2 separate regions of the Sus scrofa genome follow, and region 2 is linked to region 1. A link is a contact called in public HiChIP or PLAC-seq data. All regions are on one chromosome and are shown on one strand. The core of a region is the stretch at or near the end of the contact, and the rest is flanking DNA. Distances in the headings are between cores, read along the strand shown. Region 1 holds the start of GOLGA2 (golgin subfamily A member 2). Region 2 holds the start of LRRC8A (volume-regulated anion channel subunit LRRC8A).

Region 1 (5,704 bases), core at 2,554-5,053:
GCTGCCTTGCCAGAGACAGAAACCAATGTAAACAAACAGGTGGAAAAGTCCCCTGGAGGATGCAGTCACGTAGTTCCTTAGACGAACAATGCAGCTCTTCACGGCAACTCAGACCCTTAGGCCCAGACGTTTAAAAACCAGACTTCAGAATAAGGGTCTGCTTGAACAAAGGGGGCTACCACTAAAAAACTGAGTTTGAAAGACAATGATCTGATCCAACAGTGTCATCTTCACAGATGAGGAAACTGAGGCCCAGGGGAGGAAGTGATTGTCCTGAGGCCACCTAGCAAGCTGGTGGCAAAGATGGCCTTGAAACTCAGACGGTCTCCTAATCCAAGTGCCTAGGAACCCCCTCAGATCACCCTGGGGCTCTGCTGGTGCTTCTACATGGAGAGCCTGAGGGCAGGCGGCTGTTGGCACTGCCTGGCTTCCCCTTGAGGCTGGGCGTGAGGAAGATGGCCAGAGTCAAATAGCAAGGACTCCTGATTGAATGTTTACTCTGCACCAGGCCCCGTATTAGGGGATTATTATAAAACCAACGACAATCTCATTCAAGCTTCCCAAGGGTAAGACAGTACGACCCCAGTTTTACCAATGAGGAAATAGACCCAACGAGTTTAAACAAGTTGCCCCAAACACATCCCCAGCAGAGGAAGAGGTAGAATTCAGACCCCAAATTCTTAGCCAATATCTGACATTTCTTCCACAATCTTAACCACTACCCTCTACTGTTGTCCCCGGAAGCCAGCCAGGCAAGACTCACATCCTCAGGTGTGGGACAATCCCCAGAAGTGGTTGTCTCAGGGCTACTGCCATTCTTGATCTTTCTTTTTTTCTTAGCTCCTGCAGGAACACCAGGGCTGTGCTTCTGCTGATATTCCCTTAACTGCAAAAAGGGAAAAGCAGTGAGACTCATGAGAACTATAAGTGCGCCCCCCCCATTTCACATCCTACTTTAAAGTTTACAAAATACAGAGGTCCCCCATCACGGTTCAGCAGAAACAAATCTGACTAGTACCCACAAGGATGCAGGTTTGATCCCTGGCCTCGCTCAGTGGGTTAAGGATCCGGCATGGCTGTAAGCTGTGGTGTAGGTCACAGATGCACCTCGGATCTGGCATTGCTGTGGCTGTGGCGTAGGTTGACAGCTACAGCTCTGATTCGACCCCTAGCCTGGGAATTTCCATATGCCATGGGTGTGGTCCCCCCAAAATAAAATAAAATTAAAAAGATTACAAAATACTCTTCCATATGCCATCAGATTTAATGTTACAGCAACTCTACCAGGTGTCATAATTGTCCATGATTCAAGAAAGGGACTGATAACATGGCTAGGGAGGGGGAAAAAAGCAATAATGGGTAATAAGGGAATTTAAACTCAGTCTTCAGACACTGAGTTCTGGGGTTATGACATCTGTCAACAGCTGCCAGAGGCAGAGGTGGAAAAGTAAACATTTAATCAGACATCAGGGTCCTTTCTTACACCTGTTAGAGCTGCACACCAGTTCTTATCAAACTTTCACACCCATTATCCTAATGGCAGAAGACAGTGAAAGCAACACCCCTAGTAAATCTGGAAATGTAACAGAAAGGGGACAACTCAGAGAGAAGTCTATTACAACCTTATGAGTCTATGCAAATGTCATCCCTAACTACATTAATACGAAAGGCTTCTCTCTCAAGAGAATCAAGCCAAATTGATGCTGCGGTCCCACATTTCATCCTGCGGCACTTAGGATGTTGAGATGATGATTTGGGAAAGATTCCCCAGCTGGGAAGTTCAATTTCCGGGGATCTGTTCCACAGAGGATAAGCAGATCTCACTCCAAAGAGCACTGAATGAGGGGCACTCTGGCCTCAGATTCACAGGGAATTAGAGATAGAAAATTCAGGTGAAAAATGTGAAAGTCTCTCTGGATGGAAACCAGGGAGAAAACCAAACTAAACAAAACACATTCTCCCCATTGCCACCCAGAGATGATGTCCATGTTTTGAGATCACTGGTGAAGTGTAAAGCGGGGGTCTTTTACGCTATCAACATCCAAGGATGGGGTACAGTCTAGAGTAAAGGGGCCTGAAACCCAAGTCGGACCTAGGTCCGATAGTTCCGACTTCCCATCAAGCTGGAAATCTGTGCCGCGGCCAAAGAAACCGGAAAGGGTGGGAAAACACTAGGGGACCGGGTCGTAGTATCAAACACCGGGGCTCGGGCTCCGGGCGGTAATGACAGTTCCGAGGGGGATTATGACGTAACTACATTCCACTCCTCCCTCCCGACGCCCGAGTCGCCGCTCCGCGGTGGGGGAGGGGAGCGCAAGGCCAGGACCGAGGTCCTTGGAGACCGGGAGACTAGGGAGCCCAGGGAGCCCAAGAGGTCCGGTTCTGGGCGGCGGGAGGCGAGGGCCGAACCTGAAGCGGGAAGCCCCGGGGGTCACCAGCCCAAAGTCACCCGGGGGTGACGAGTGAGGGCGGGGGCTGGGCTGCCAGGGGGCGGGACTGGCTGAGAAGACTTTTTGAGGGGGGCGCCAAGGGGCGCCGAGGGGCTCGCCCCGTGTGCCTTGGAGGCAGCACAGACTCTGGCCATGGCCCGGCCATCGAAGGGGTCTCGGGCTGAGTCAGGGAGCCGCGACCCCGCGTGTTTTACCTTTTTCTTGGCCGCAGCCAATTTGCTCTGTCGGGTTTCTTCCGACATCCCGGGACGGGGCGGGGGAAGGGGGGGCCACATCAGCACGATCCCGGCAACCACCGCGGAATTGCTTCCGGCAGTCACCGCGCCACTGTGCGACTGAGCCAGAAAAGGAGGGACCGGGGCGGTTCTAGGCAGCAGCGGCGTGGGCGTGGCCTAGATTCTCCAATCCCATTGGCCGATTGGAAAGATGAAAGGAAAAGGGGGCGTGGCTAGGCCGCCGCGAGCCAGGTGGAACGGGTGGAGTCATAATACAGGCTGCGCGCGCAGCCGCGGTCCCCGCCCACCTCGGCGGGGGGAGGGGCGGGGCCTGCTCTCGCAGGGTGCGCGCGCAGCTGGCTGTATAACGACTCCTGGTCTCCATCACAGGATTCGGAATAGCTGGCGGGCTGAGAGGCCTCTTTTTCGCCCTCGCCCTGGACCCTCCTGCACTGCAGACCCCCCCGAGTCGGGGGCCCCGAACCCCAGGGCTGAGGAGGTGGGCGAGGAGCGGACAGCACGGGGAAAGCACATCCCTTCCCAGTCCCTCTCGCTCCCGTAGCTTTGCCCCCAACTTTCTTTTCCCTGAGATCAGCTCCAGAGGCCTCCATCCGCTCCTCCACACTCTACCCCCTGTCCGAATACCCTCCTCGAGGAACCCCACCCTGATCCCGGGAGCATCCAGTCGCGGTCGCTCCTCCCGCACGGCTGTCCCTCCTCTCACACCCCCAGAGTACCGCTTTCCTGCCGAGGCGGACTCTGGGTCCAATCAACTTTTTCCCTTGGATTCCTCTCCAGGACTCAACCAGGACTTTCCAAAAGCTGCCGCGGGGCCTTCCGATCCCCTGTGAGTATGCCTCTGCCCCCTCTCCGGCCCTCCCACCCGGTTAGCTCCCTCGGCTCCCAGCCCCCCTCTCCGTCCCCAGCAGCGGCTGACCCACCCGCTGCCCTCTTCGAGGTCTTCCCTCAGCTGACCTCATTCTGCGGAGAAAGTCCAGGTCATTTCGCAGTCCTTCCCCTTCTTTTCCTCCTGCCCACCAAGCTTCAAAAAAGAAAGAGCATCCTGGCGTTCGTCAGTGGTACCCCAGGCTCTGCAAGTGGGCTCCGTCTCTCCTCCTTCCTGCCAGCGCCACAAGTGGTTGGTTGGTTTCCTTCTTTCCACACCACTGTCCCTCCCTCCCACTGTCCCTCCCTCACCCGTTCCACCCCCTTGGAAACCACTCTCATTCCCTCAAACACATGTGCTCTCTCCTGTCTTGGGCATTTGGATACACTGACCCCTGTCTGGGATACTGTTTTTCCAGCTTTTGGCCAAACTGATACCTACGCATCCTTTAAAGCTGAGCTTCCTCAGAGAAATCTCAGCCCCACTTTCTGGCTCAGGCCAGTGGCTCTGTGAGACACTCCCTTGGCTCCCTGTACTTCAAAGCACTTTGCAGATGGCAGTTAGTTGATTGGCTGTTTGACGGACTCATTTGAGATAATACCTGCTATGCGCCAGAGACTGTTATAGACACAGGGCAATCAGCAGTGAATAAAACAAAGTCCCTGCTCTCATGGTGTTTACAGCCCCGGGGTATAAGACTGACAATGAACATAATATTATTCCTGAAATGTACAACATGTCGGGTGGTGACTGATGTTAAAAACATCAGGACAGGGAGTTCCCGTGGTGGCGCGGCAGAAACAAATCCGACTGGGAACCATGAGGTTGCAGGTTCGATCCCTGGCCTCGCTCAGTGGGTTAAGGATCCAGCGTTGCTGTGAGCTGTGGTGTAGGTCGCAGATGTGGCTCAGATCTGGCATGGCTGTGGCTGTGGTGTAGGCAGGCAGCTATAGCTCCAATTAGACCCTGAGGCTGGGAACCTCCATATGCTGAGGGTACGGCCTTGAAACAACAAAAGCCAAAAAAAAGAAAGAAAGAAAGAAAACATCAGGACAAGGGGCTCGTGAGTGACTGAGGAGTGGCCATTTTAGCTGGGGTGGTCAGGAAGCCTTTTCTGATGAGGTGGGACCTGTGAGGAGAGCTGTAAATGGGACTCTCTGGAAGAAGAGCCTAATTGTTGGGTGTTTTATGTCTGGGACGAGGCTCTACAGTCTATGAGGGCAGGGGATCAAGCCTGGATGTCTTATCCATTGCTAAACCTCTGGAGCCTTTGCCTGTGCCTGGCAGCTAGTATTTACTCATGGTCCGTTGACTGGTTAAAAGCCCCTATCCTAAATATGGGAACCACGTCTGCCTCTGTCTCTTGTATTAGAGTTGCTCCAACACCCATTTCCTGAAGACTAGCCGAGTATCAGGCACCAGCCCTTGAAGCTTTTAGAGCCAGAAAGGACAAAGATGAACAGAAGGGTTTTGCTACCCAGTGAGACTATAAACCCAGGGATAACATAGATTTGAGAGGAGAACCCAAGAGGTGGACCTGAAGTGGATTCTCGGGTCAGACTGGGGACCAGGTAAAGATGAGTTTGGCTGAGAGTAAAAGAAAACCCCAAGTAATGAAGGCTTAAACAATCATCAGGCCCCCTCTATAATCCAGGACGCCTTTCAACTCCAGCATCCCTCCAGCTGGCAGGAAGGAGGGAGACCACAGAAAAGCATGCCTTCTCCCTTGGAAGGCAATTCCCAGACGTGGCATACACCATATCTGATTAAGTTCCACTTGCCAGAACTTAGCTGTAGGATCCCATCCGATTTCCAAGGGAAGCTGGGAAATGTAGTCCTGTTCTTGGGTGGAGGGTGTCTGTTACCAACCAGAAGCAGGGACAGGCAACTGGGGGACAACTTGTAGGTTCTGAATTGCGGATAGTTGGTCCGTCCAGCTAATGACTCTTTGTGCCACTCAGCGGCCATCTGCCACGTGTGACCAGGCTGATGCAGCCAGTGAGGATTCTCTGCACCTTGACATTCAGAGGCTGAAGGAGAAGAGGGACATGCTGGACAAGGAGATCTCCCAATTCATATCTGAGTAAGTCTCCTTGGGGTCCTCAGTGTGCTTAAGATAACTACTTTGGCCTCACCCGAGGCATGCGGAAGTT
Region 2 (5,390 bases), core at 1,608-4,107, 490 kb after region 1:
CTTGTCAAATCTGGAAGTTGTCTTGTGGCTCAGAGGGTTAAGGATCTGGTGTTGTCACTGCAGTGGCTTGGGTTGTTGCTGTGGCGTGGGTTCGATCCCTGGACCAGGAACTTTCACATGCTGAGAGCTTGGGCAAAAAGCCCCAACACTTGTCCAGTCAATGGTTCTCCCCTAAGGGAGGTGACAGCCTGTCTGAGGAACTATAACAAGTTCACTGACTTACACATAGTTCCTCTTGGCTTTCAAACTGGCAAAGGAGAAATGGCTTCTGGAGCCCAGGGCACAGGTTTGGTGGGTAGGGATCTCAAATGAGATTCCAGTAGGCAGCCCACTCCTTCCTCCTCCTGGCATGGGATCAAGCTCCAAAATCAAAATCTCACTCTGTAGGGCAGTTTTACACATGGCAGAAAAAAGTAATGAATGCATCTAGGTTTCATGCCAGGATGAGAGAGAGTCCTGTCAGTTTTACAGATGGAGGAACTGAGTCTCAGATGGGGAAAGGACTTACCCCAAAATCCAAGGCCTAGGAAAGCAGAGAAGGGCCCCCAGCTGTGAAGCCAAAGCTTGTACCACTCTCTGGTACAAGAATGAGGGAGTGAGATGAGCATTTGGGAAATATTTCAGGAAGCTGGCAGTGCCATCTGGGAGTGGGATGTGGCCCCACGTCTGTTAGGTCAGGAGTGACTTTGGCCTCCTGGCTACAGAAATGGGGGGATCACACTCAGCTAGATGTCCCAGCACACAGGCAATCTGATAACCCTGGGACTTTGCCATATTGACACCTTTGCTCCATGGGCAGAGTGTCTGCGTCAGCAAGCTGGATGCCACTCTAGGGGCCAAAGGAATGGGAGGGGGACATCAGAGGGAAAGATTTCTCATTGCTAACTCTCTGTTATTTATTTATAACATGCAGAAGTACCCAGCATGCAGAAGTACCCAGGCCAGGGAGTTCCTGCTGTGGCTCAGAGGGTTAAAATGTGACTAGTATCCATGAGGAGGTGGGTTCCATCGCTGGCCTCTCTCTGTGGGTTAAGGATCCGGCATGGCCGTGAGTTGTGGCGTAAGTTGCAGAGGTGGCTGGGATCTGGCATGGCTGTGGCTGTGGTTAGGCTGGCAGCTGCAGCTCTGATTCAACCCCTAGCCTGGGAACCTCCATATGCTGCAAGAGTGCTCCCCCCTCCCCGCAAAAAAAGAAGTTCCCAGGCCAGGGATCAAACCCAAGCCACAGCAGTAACCAGAGCCACAGGAATGATAACACCAGATCCTTAACCTGCTGTGTCACCAGAGAGCTCCTGGGCAACTTTAAAAAAAATTGAAGTATAGTTGATTTACAATGTTGTGGTGGGCAACTTTCTTCACTTCTCTGCACTTACTGATCTGTAAAATGGGGCTAATTGGCATGTAAAGCAGGCCAGGTGGGAGCACTCAGCGTCAGTCATTGTAGTTAGTTCTACAGGAGGGGACATGGAGGCTCTGGGAGGTATGTGCCTGGTCCAGAGTCTCAAGGCTGGAAGAAGCAAGTCTTGGGCTCCAGATTGGGTTCTGGGCTCCAAAGCGCGCTTCTCTTCATTCTACACTATGGTTGTCTCCTGACCATTCCAGCCAATAAACAGTTACTGGATTCTGCTGTGTGTCAGGTTCCAAGTGAATTGTGTGGTTGATAACAAAACAAAAACAAACAAACAAACAAAAAGGCTTCTCAAGAGGGGGATAAGCAAGAATGATGGCATTAGTGTAAACTCCTCCAGGGCTCAAATTCCAGCTTTTTCATTTCCTGGCTATGCGACATTACTAAGGTCCCTAATTTCTCAGCCTGGTTCCTCCCGTAATGGGGAAATACAAGACCTTCCAGCAGGAGAGCTGAAAGCACGCACCTGTCAGCCCTAGATAAACCAGAACCGGTCATTATTCTCATCTTCCCACTTTATTTTTAACCAACCTGTGCACTCGGTAGTAAATTCTTCCCCCATGTCCAGATCCCCAGGATCCCGGTTCTCCTGTTCGAGGCCACCCCAGTGAACAACTTCTCTCGCATTTATTTGACAAGGCGGCTGGTTCACACACCCGCAGACACCCGTACCCCTCCCCACAACACGTTCTTTCAAAACAATCGGTAGTATGATTAACGCTGTTCTTTTCGCTCCTTCCTTTTCCCATCTAAGTTATCTTGGAAGTCGTCCCATATTAGTGCGTATTGAACATTTTTCTTTTTAGTGGAGGCACTGTCTTTCAATGTACGGATTCTGTCTTAACGTGGTTGCCGTTACTATTATCAATCTGGATACTCCGAGGGCTCGGGATCCATAGAGCTGGAGTCCGGCACCCCGTTCCAGACCCGGCTCTGCTCAGATTTCGTCCAGTTGCATTGGGTTCTCTCTTCCCCACCGACTGCTGGGGGTGGGGGAGTGGGGGATGGGGGTGCAGAGAGGATCAGCCCGGAAGGTCCCTGTGTCCGAGTGCGGGTCAGCGAGAAGCGCGCGCAACGGCTCCCGGCTGGGTCAACCTTTCAGCGCAAACGAAGCGAGGGGTCTGGCACAATCGAGCTCGGAACCAGTTACCAGGCCCTCCCGCCACGCCACCTGACTTCGGGGCAGCAACGCTCAGGCAGCAGCTACTCACCCCCGCCTCGGCCGCTTCACCCTTCGTCCCCAAGCCGGCAAGGTTACAGCAGTCCCTGTCCCTTTAAGGGGGCCGAACCCCGGCTCCGCTACTTCCGCCCCAAAGCAACATGGCGCCAGCAGGGAGAGGAGGAGGAGGTGAAGGCTTGGAGACTGCGCCCCTCAAAAAGATGGCAACACCCTGGCCGCCGCGTTCGCGCCCGACGGTGACGTCACTTCCGGGGCGGAGGAGGCTGAGTGGTGCAGTGAGGGACAAACAAAAGGAGGCGCCGGAGGGGCGCTGCAGCCGGCGGCGGGACGGCGAGGCGGGGGCTCGGAGCTGCCGGCTGGGCGGCCGGGCGCGGCGGGCTCAGGTAAGAGAGTGGGGAGGGGAAGGGGGCACGAGCTGTCACCTCTCGAAATCCACTCCTATACGTCCCCGGCCAGCTGTCCGGCCCCGGGCGCCCTGGACAGGTCGGGTTCTGCCCGCCGGGGCCGGCTCCCTGGAGGCCTCCTGCCGCAGCTCAGTTCGGCCTTCCTCCGGGTTCCCCATCCCCGGGGTCGCTGGGGCCCCCACCCTCTCCGCGGTGCCGCGGCGCGCGAGCCCCCTCCCAGGCACCCCAGTGCCTCCTTGCGCTCTACATACCGGGAGTTTCCGCCTCGGCTCCCCCAGGTCCCCTTGTCATCCCCTGGGTTCCCCCAGATCCTCACCCCTCCACACACACATACCCCCTTCCTAGAGGTTCCACCTCTGGGATCTCTTCTTGGTAGTTTTTTTTTTTTTTTTCGTTTTCAAAAAAGCCCCTTCTCCTGGGCTTCTGACACCCCCCTCTTTCCTGGACCCCTCCCTCTCCTTGATCCGGCGGGAACTGTGCCCTGATCTGGGGCAGATCCCTGGCTAGGTTCTTGGGGGCTCTCTGGACTGAGATTCCTGGGAAACCTGGTCCAGGGTCCGAGGCTCTGGACCCTACAGATGTCCTGTGCATCCAGATGGGCGGGAGAGCCAGGTCTGATGAGGTCCAGGCTGGAGGTCCAGCAAAGTTGGCTCCCAAGGTGAAGGAGCTGAGCTGCCGGCATTTGAGGTTCATGATGATTCTGCTCCTTTTGTAGACTGCTTCTTTCCCCTGGTCTGGACTGGAGTGAACCAAGATTGAGCTGGTTCTTAGCTGATGCAACTGCTGCCTTTTTTGGGAAGAAGGAGTGGTGGTTGGGGGGTGTCTGGCAACCTCCTCCTGCTGGAGATTTGGCTGGAGAGGGGGGCAGCCCTTGGTGACCACACTCCTCCTTGATGGAGGCTTCCCTACCCCCCAGGAACCTTTTGAGGATGAAGAGGGAGAGAGCTTGATGAGGGAAGGGGAATTTGGATCTCAACTACAGAGGAAGGCTGGGACAGCTGAAAAGCTCCCAAAGGCCTCTCCCACCTTTTCCATTACGAGTGCTTTTTACCCCTGCCAAACTGTATCCTGCCCTCTGAGCAGACCGTCTGGCAGACAGACAGACTGGAGGCAGGAGGAGGAGGTCCGATGCTGTGATCCTTCCTGTGGAGGGACGGGGCAGTGGGAGTTTGTTCAGAGGAACTGGGCAGTGCCTGTGGCCCAGTCACACTGGCATTGCTTCCATGAAGGTCACGTTTTCTTCTGGCTCACAAGGGGAGGGAAGGACAGCTGACTGGTGCCAGAGGACTGGCTTTTGGAGAGGTGCTGGGGTAGGAATACTGACCGCTGCCTCCCTGTCTCCCAGTTTTAGCCATTCTTTGGGGTTAGCTTGAATGCCCCTCGCCTTCCAGGGGCTGTGGGCCACAGAGCAAGGGCCCGAGAAATGTTCATGACTTCCCCCAGATGCTCCATCCCCGGGACACACCTACTAGGAAGCCGTTTCCTCTGCACACTTTCAGTGGCCTTTCTGGACTGGGGTGGGGGTGGGGCGTGGGGTGGACTGCCCCTGTAGGTCAGGACTCAGGTCAGAACTCGGCCGGACCTTGGGTTGCTGCCTGGCTTGGTCTGGACCTCGCCTCTAGGAGGTGGAGGAAAAGAATCAGCCTGGTTCCTGACGCCCTCTCCCGAGAGTGGAGGTGATGGATTTTTCCAGGCTGATGGTCTGAGACCTCGTGGGGCGTCAGCTAGATTGGAGGTGGGGCCCTAAAGCCCAGCACAGCATCGTTCTGTCCCTTGACTCATTCATTCATTCCCTCAGCCATCCTTTGGTAAGGGCCTGGCCTGGGCCGGCAGTGGTACTAGGAGAACAGAGTCACTGGCCACGGTCTGGGAGGAGAGGCAGGCAGGAGAACGTTGATACAGCGGCCGGCATAACACTAGCAATGTTCCAGAGGCAGCCAGAGGACGAGGACTTAGCTGGGGTGAATACATAGGGGGAGGTCAGCTAGTGTTTCCTGCAAGAGGAAGGGTTAGGAGACTCCTCTGCCAGGGAGTCTAGAGGCCTGAGTTCTGGGCCCGCCTCTGTCCCGGACAAGTGACAGGACCTCTCAGCCTCCGGGTTGTGGGGGCGGGGGGGATCCCACTCCTTGCTGAGGGGGGTGGAGGTGGAGGCCGGCTCCCCTGGCTTCTGTTCCTCTATAGCCCCTGGCGCTTCACTGCCTAGCTGTCATCACCCTGTGCAGTATTGCCCCGTTGTTGACTGGCTCCCTGTGAGGCTGGGGACCGTCTCCTGCCTCTTTCCCCCAGCCTAGTGTCCACCATCAAGTAGCTGTGATACCTGCTCAGTGGTGTCAATGGCTGGAAGGCTCCACAGTCCCTTTGTGCAGCCGTGTCCATTCCCCCCCCAACCCCTTGCTCC

What was found. HiChIP or PLAC-seq counts read pairs in DNA pulled down with a chosen protein or histone mark.
Region 2: an H3K27ac HiChIP or PLAC-seq map of alveolar macrophages shows a contact between it and region 1. The contact joins the promoter of LRRC8A here to the promoter of GOLGA2 in region 1. A contact is called at or near these places in 1 of 5 promoter capture datasets (fetal skeletal muscle) and 1 of 2 datasets of contacts at active chromatin or transcription factors (alveolar macrophages).

What each region holds. Positions count from the first base shown.
Region 1 is chr1:268,717,371-268,723,074 of Sscrofa11.1, forward strand. It overlaps GOLGA2 (golgin subfamily A member 2), which reads right to left and starts at 3,804. Exons shown (of 26, transcript XM_021069501.1): 1 at 3,641-3,804; 2 at 764-886. It overlaps SWI5 (a long non-coding RNA gene), which reads left to right and starts at 2,862. Exons shown (of 5, transcript XR_001306646.2): 1 at 2,862-3,164; 2 at 3,464-3,512; 3 at 5,513-5,634.
Region 2 is chr1:269,206,803-269,212,192 of Sscrofa11.1, forward strand. It overlaps LRRC8A (volume-regulated anion channel subunit LRRC8A), which reads left to right and starts at 2,858. Exons shown (of 4, transcript XM_001928850.6): 1 at 2,858-2,971. It overlaps KYAT1 (kynurenine--oxoglutarate transaminase 1), which reads right to left and starts at 2,751. Exons shown (of 13, transcript XR_002337758.1): 1 at 2,620-2,751.